Linked DNA regions of Mus musculus: region 1 is linked to region 2. A link is a contact called in public Hi-C data. All regions are on one chromosome and are shown on one strand. Each heading gives the region's core, a stretch centred on a gene start, on an enhancer-like site or on the middle of the called end of the contact. The rest is flanking DNA. Distances are from core to core; before and after follow the strand shown.

Region 1 (3,469 bases), core at 864-3,363, 120 kb after region 2:
CACATCTGTTGTTCGAAGCAGCCAAGACAGTGAGCGATGGTTACAGCGCTGAGACTGTGCGCACACATATTTATGGATAAAGGCATCTCTGTGTTGGAAATGCTTGTTAGTTATGTTGGTTGCTTATTTTTCCCCTATTATGAGACATATTTTTCTTCTGGATTGTTCAAGTACATTTATAGTCTTGTATGTATATATTTGTGTTTGTACAGTTGTAGCTTTGTCTCCAGTTTTAGATTTGCTTGGTAGTTTTTGAGTAAACACAGATTTGAAGTATTTTATGTTTGACAATTTCCAGTACAGACCTCTACAGTCTTATGCTTTTCTTTTTTTTTTCTTTTTTTTTTTTGAGGTTATTTTATTTTTTTTTCTTTTCCATTTTTTATTAGGTATTTAGCTCATTTACATTTCCAATGCAATACCAAAAGGCCCCCGTAGCCACCCACCCCCTCTCCCACCCACTCCCCCTTTTTGGCCCTGGCGTTCCACTGTACTGGGGCATATAAAGTTTGCGTGTCCAATGGGCCTCTCTTTCCAGTGATGGCCGACTAGGCCATCTTTTGATACATATGCAGCTAGAGTCAAGAGCTCCGGGGTACTGGTTAGTTCATAATGTTGTTCCACCTATAGGGTTGCAGATCCCTTTAGCTCCTTGGGTACTTTCTCTAGCTCCTCCATTGGGAGCCCTGTGATCCATCCATTAGCTGACTGTGAGCATCCACTTCTGTGTTTGCTAGGCCCCGGCATATATGCTTTTCTTTATGTGAGGTTACATACCTGACCCCATTTCTTTCTGAGTCACTGTTGTTTTATTCTAATATATTTTATTCAGTTATTGTGCTGCTGGGCCGGAGATGGAATCAGGTCCTCGTGCACTGGAGGCAAGAGTCCTCTGCCTGAGCTGGTTTTTTCTAGAGGTTATATGCTTGTGTTTAAATTCCCATCTTGCTTGAAAGTTGAATATTGTACTTTAGAAACTATAAAACACAGCCTAACCCATTTCTGTCAATGACGAGACTTCCTGCCGTCATCTGGGTTTTAAATTGCCGTTCCTTGGATTCCTTCCCCATTGCAAAGAGGTTTGGGGATGGTGCTTGCATATTGGGCTATTCTGCCTCTGCTGTTGCTAACACAGACTCTACTGTTCTCTGTAGTGAAACCTCATGTTCTAATGTATTCCCAGTCCTGCTACCCACTCCAGTCTGCCCTAGATGTTCCTAAACGTCTCAAAGCCACAAGCGGCTCCCATTTTGAGCTGGACACAATTCCCATGCTTTTAGGTTTCTCACTTTTCAGTTCCTTCATAGGAAAAGACTCTCTTCAAGCCATTCTGCCCTGTTTGCACTGCCCCTGGGAGAGGCAATGCTTGACTTTAGCTCTAAGCTACCTCCAGGCTTTGCAGCCTGCATTGATGCCTTCCTGGTCCCCGTGTTAGAAAGCAAGCACCAGGATAAATATGGTCACGACATATTTATCTTTCTAAGACCTACCATACCCAGGTCATAGTGTTAAACAAGTACTTATTGCCATGCTATTTTCTGTCTTTTCTATCTTCTCTGGTGTACAGTAGCATGAGCTTGCGACATCTATTACAAATACTCAAGGCTTATCCATTGATCCAGCTTCATGCTTTTAAAAAATTATTTTTAAATTTATCTTTGGGACATCATGCAGATCAATATTTCATAAATGTTTTATCGATGGTGAAAATAAAGAATATTCTCTCTAGAATAAAAGGATCAATATCTACACATCTACACATAGAGCTTTATTAATTATATTATTCGGGATTTTCATAATTGGTTTATTTTTCTATTTGCTCTATAACAGATGTAGAAGTGTGTGTGGAGGCTTCTGCCACCCTTCCAACTCTGTTCATTCCATTTCTTCCCGTTTCATTCCCATTTTTCTAAGCCCCGTTGTCTGTGCCGACCAGAAGTTCAATCAGATGGAATAACGGTGAGTTCTGACAATGGCTTTATCATAAACATCAGACATTCCTCCATTGAGGGGGAGCTGGGGACTGTGGCCCTGGAAGACTTAGGATGTCACTCTGTGAGGTCACGAGGAGAACACATGAAAGATGCCCGTACTCGTAGCCACGAGCCTCGCTGCAGAGTTGGACGGAGGCAGGAAGTGGATAGGAGGGGCTAAATGTGAAATGGGAGGAGTCGAAAGCCATCTGGAAATCTCTGGTCTTCTGAATTTCCTGTAAAAAGACCGCTTTTCAATGACTAACTCAGATGGGGGGAGGAGGTCCAAACTCTTAAGGAAAATGATGAGAAAGGCAGGGCAGCATCACCCCTTGTCAGTATGACGTTATCCTTACAGACTTGTCTTCCAACTCCAATTAAACACGGAGCTGTATTTTAATGGGGACGATGTCAATATTATGCCTCAGTCAGCACGGTGCAAACAGTTCTTATCAAACCCTTTCATCGGCAGTGAGGTACAGAGGCACTTAACTCTTCGCAGAGGAGTCTCAGAGGCGAGAACACACAAATCGTCTCAGTGACCATACGGGACAGGGGCGCATAGCTCAGGTCTTCTGTATCGGGTGTCTTTCCCCTACGCACTCTTACTGATCTGACTGGGAGAGAAAAAAAAATATAACACCCAACCATCCACAGTAGCTTTTTACTTCTTTCTTTGTTCGAATGATATCGCTGCTCTGCTCGTGTCCCTAATATGTTCCCAAATGCCTTAGAGGCAGAATTCTGTCTCATTCATCTGTCACCGGGGCTTAAGACAGACACCAGCATATTAGTTTAATTAGCAAATAGAACATCTTCCTAGTTCCTTATTTGTCTTTCACATTTTATTACATATCTTTTCCCCCCAATTAGTCCAAAGTGCCTGATAGGTATCAGTTGGGGTGACAGCAAACTTCTGCAGAGGCACAAGGATCTCTTGAAAAAGAGCCCTGCTATTTTTTCCAAAACAGGAGGACCCACTTCCGTCTCCTTTCATTTTGACAAGAAGTTTATTTTATGACACTGCATCGCAGCCATCTTCTAGATGAAATTTGGAGAAGTCAGACAACCTTTGGAGGTCCCACGGACTTTCAATCAAAGAGATAAGCCTAGATTTTAAGGATTTTAATTGCCAGCCTGATTCTCAGACATTTCCACCCTGCCTTTCTGACGGCTCACGTTTTTATCATGGCTGATGATGAGCGAGGCAAGGGCTGGATGGCTAAGTATAGAAAGCAGACCACACACTCCCCTTTCATCTTCTCTTCTAGCGCCGGCTTCTCCTAACACCCCGCCAGCTTCTTCCAATGATTGAAATTTGAAAGCATGTAACTGTTAATCTCGGCGTGATTAAAGAGTTTCATTTCTCGGAAGACTCAGTACTCATCATCGGTTGTGATGAATGGGCCTCTAACATCCCCTCAGCCCATTATATTGTGATTAATTGTGCCAGTTTAAGTCAATAATTCATTTGTTAAAAATAGGCCTGCGAAGTC
Region 2 (3,448 bases), core at 742-3,241:
GTTCTTCTTAGGGTGAAGTTTCATTGGCTGAAGTTTAAGGTTCTGGGGATACCCCATTTGCATGGAGAGGCGTTCCAGGAAGTTGAACCTGTAATTTCCGCCAAGGATTACATGACAATCCTCAGGTAGTGGGGGTTGAGTCTCTCTCTCTCTCTCTCTCTCTCTCTCTCTCTCTCTCTCTCTCTCTCTCTCTCCCTCTCCCTCTCCCTCTCCCCCCCCCCCCCCTCTCTCTCTCTCTCTCTCTCTCTCTCGACAGGGTTTCTCTGTGTAGCCCTGGCTGTCCTGGAACTCACTCTGTAGACCAGGCTGGCTTCGAACTCAGAAATCTGCCTGCCACTGCCTCCCAAGGGCTGGTGCCTGTGCTACCACTGCCCCGCTGTGAGTGGTGTCTTATGGAAAGAGCCCAAATACAACAGGACACGGAAGAAGGAAGATTATTCACCCTCGGCGGAGGTCCTTCTCACCGCTGTGTTAGATTACTGTGTTGGTGCTGCTTCTGATTTCTTCTCCGATACTAGAATCAGGGTTTCTAGGTTTCCAACATGGACCTGGACCAGTGACTCTCCGGGAAATTTCCAGGCCCTTGGAGCCAGATAGGGACTGTTGAGACCCGGAGCCTCACGGACTCAGCGACAGCTGGGTTCTTGGTCTCTCAGGTGTGAGACAGCTGTTGTTTGGACTACTTTGACTAAATTGTGTAAGATGATTTAATGGGTCATTTTTAATGCATCTATCTACCCATCTACCTTATTTAAAAAAAAATCAATTTCATTCTTTAGAGAACCTGACCAACACACCAACCTAGCTCTACTAGCTGTACTCAGAAACACCGTGACAAAGGGAGAATGAGGGTAAAACAAAACCATGAAACCTCAGGGAACCAAACATGGTCTGTGGGCTACTAACAGCCGAAGTCAGACCTGGAGCGGATATATGAGACCCTGTTTCAAAAAGGAAATAAAAGGAAAGAAAAGAAAAGAAAAAAAAAAGAAAAGGACTAGCCTAGTGTTTTAGTAACATCCAGAAACACGTACAAAACATTTACTCCTTTAAAACAAAACGTGCCTTTTATGAGGTATTTTTTAATTGGATATTTTCTTTATTTTTATTTCAAATGTTATCAAATGTTCCTCTCCAGGAAACCCCCTAACCCAGCCCTCTGCCTCTATGAGGTTGCTCCCCCACCCACCCACCCACTCCTACCTTCTCGTCCTGGCATTCTCTGATACTGGGGCAACGAACCCCCACAGGGTCAAGGGCCACTCCTTCCCCTGATGTCCAGCAAGGCCATCCTTTGCCACATACCCGGCTGGAGCCATGGGTCCCTCCATGTGTACTCTTTGGTTGGTGGTCCAGCTCCAGGGTCTGGCCTGTTGATACTGTTCCAACCCCCATGGGTCTGCAACTCCCTTCAACTCCTTCCATCCCTTCTCCAGCTCCTCCATCAGGAACCCCTTGCTCAGTCCAATGGTTGGCTGCAAGCATCCGCCTCTGTATTTGCCAGGCTCTGGCAGAGCCTCTCAGGAGACAGCCACATCAGGCTTCCATCAGCATGCACTTCCTGGCATCCACAATAATGTCTGGGTTTGGTGGCTGTATAGGGGATGGTTTCTATGTGATCTGCAAGAAGCATGAGTCACCAGGTAATTGTAGAATGGATCAGATAAATTACTACCGGACATGTTTCCATGCGATATTTGATGAGAGCCTTGGTGCTCATTGCATTGGCATGGATTTGTTAATTAAAAAAAGTTGCTCGAGGATTGAGTCAGGTGGTAAAATTAACAAGGAAGGCTTTCAGCATGACGCAAAGCTCGAGCCACATTTGGGCGATTAGAAATTAAGGCAAGCCGGATTGAGGAAAAGCTTAGATTGGCTCGCTCTCAGGTGAAATTTATCTGGCAACCGATAAATCATCCTGGCTCCACCTAAGCCGCGGCTCTTCTGGAAGAGGCCCATACAGGACAGGCACTGTAAAGACTGGTTTATGGCTCAAGTATTTGGTGCATTTTAACATGTCTTGGAAACGGAGATGTCGTTCAGTGTGGCAAACAACCACATACCTGTGTGAAAGCAAAGCAAAGCAAAGCAAGGCAAACATAACAATACGTGCTCACACCGCAGTGTTCAGTGACTCTGGCAGGATGCACTGTGGGCTTTATGAACGCGTAAGAGTGAATATACAGAAGCCTAGGGAAAGGTCATTGGTATTTTTGGAGCAATAAATCAAGTATGGAGAGATTTGCATTTTGGCTGTAAAACATGCAGCCCTGGATTAGAGGGAGAGAATACTTTTGAAGTAATATTTCTCTCCTGACTTGTTTTATTAGCTTCCTTTAAACATGTTACATTATTGCTTATAGAATTTCATTTACTCGGATTGGCAGCTTGATAAATATGTCTATTGGCGATGATTTGGATTGCTCTGGGCATTAATATTATTAAATCCTGTCACGAGGAAATGTCTGAAAGATGACTTACTGTAAAGATTGCAGCGCGGAATAAATCATCCAGTGGTATTTGTTACCATTTATGGCCTCTTGGAGCTGAGTCAATCCCTTTTTATGTTGCATTATTTTTCAAGTTTTTATAGCTTTACATTATATATTGCTGTCAGGAATGAACAGATGGGGTGTCGAACATGAGCTCTCTGCATAATTCCCACTCTCGGGTTATTGGTATGAAGGGCAAGAGCAGGGCTGTGTGTTCTGGAGCTGGAAGGAGAGGAATGATGTGGGAAGCGGCTTTGAGGAAAGGGATCTCTTTTGCCAGGGTTCAGGCCATCTCCCTTAGCTGGTGGGACCCCTGATTAGTGCTCTACCTGTTTGGGCTTCGACCAAGACAAGGGGGGGGGTAGAAGAAAAGTGTCTTAGTGACAAACGGGACACCTAATTGTCCCCCATTCCGAAGGCTCAGGGACCATCATGGAAGAAGGGGGCAGAAAGCTTACAGGAGCCAGAGGTCAGTCAGGGAGGACTGGAGTGAAATAGTGTCTCCTGGACATGGCAGGACCCTTGTACTCATAGCTCACAGCAGCTGTGGCTGCCTGCACAAGACTAGTACATGATCAGGCCAGTCGACACTCTAGCCTGGAGTCCCATGTCAGAATGAGACCCCCCCCCAACTCCTAACTGGGGGGTGACTGGCAGTTGATGGCTCCTAGGGGAGGTAGAATCAGTTTTCTTCAAGGGTGTGGCTCTTAGTATTTGACCATGCTCTGTGGATGGTCTCACAGACGTGAATATGGGCATCCCAAATTGGACTTGACCGGCCATGATGATGATGATGATAACATAAAGTTGGGAGGGGCTGAGGAAGTCAAAATGGATCTGGAAGGAGTTACGAGAAGTAATGGGGAATGAATATGATTAAAATACAAAGAATTAACAAAAGTATTTTATTAAATTAATAAAATTTTTCTATGGCTGTATTCATCTCCACCGAACCA

Evidence for each region. Hi-C and Micro-C count contacts between places; a contact is called where the count stands out from the background.
Region 1: a Hi-C map of the N1E-115 cell line shows a contact between it and region 2, with 2.8 times the contacts expected there. The contact joins two enhancer-like sites. A contact is called at or near these places in 11 of 484 Hi-C or Micro-C datasets (the G1E-ER4 cell line, the N1E-115 cell line, brown adipocytes and 6 more) and 1 of 115 datasets of contacts at active chromatin or transcription factors (embryonic stem cells).

Annotation. Positions count from the first base shown.
Region 1 is chr8:26,327,873-26,331,341 of GRCm38.p6, forward strand. No RefSeq gene overlaps it. Among named protein-coding and RNA genes, the nearest start is that of Gm31784, 17 kb to the left of the region's middle. Within about 2 kb of position 2,114, at least 7 of the 459 cell types and tissues checked have an H3K27ac peak or open chromatin away from gene starts, as enhancers often do. A contact at or near this core is called in the N1E-115 cell line, where this site is marked.
Region 2 is chr8:26,203,485-26,206,932 of GRCm38.p6, forward strand. No RefSeq gene overlaps it. Among named protein-coding and RNA genes, the nearest start is that of Thap1, 47 kb to the left of the region's middle. Within about 2 kb of position 1,992, at least 10 of the 459 cell types and tissues checked have an H3K27ac peak or open chromatin away from gene starts, as enhancers often do. A contact at or near this core is called in the N1E-115 cell line, where this site is marked.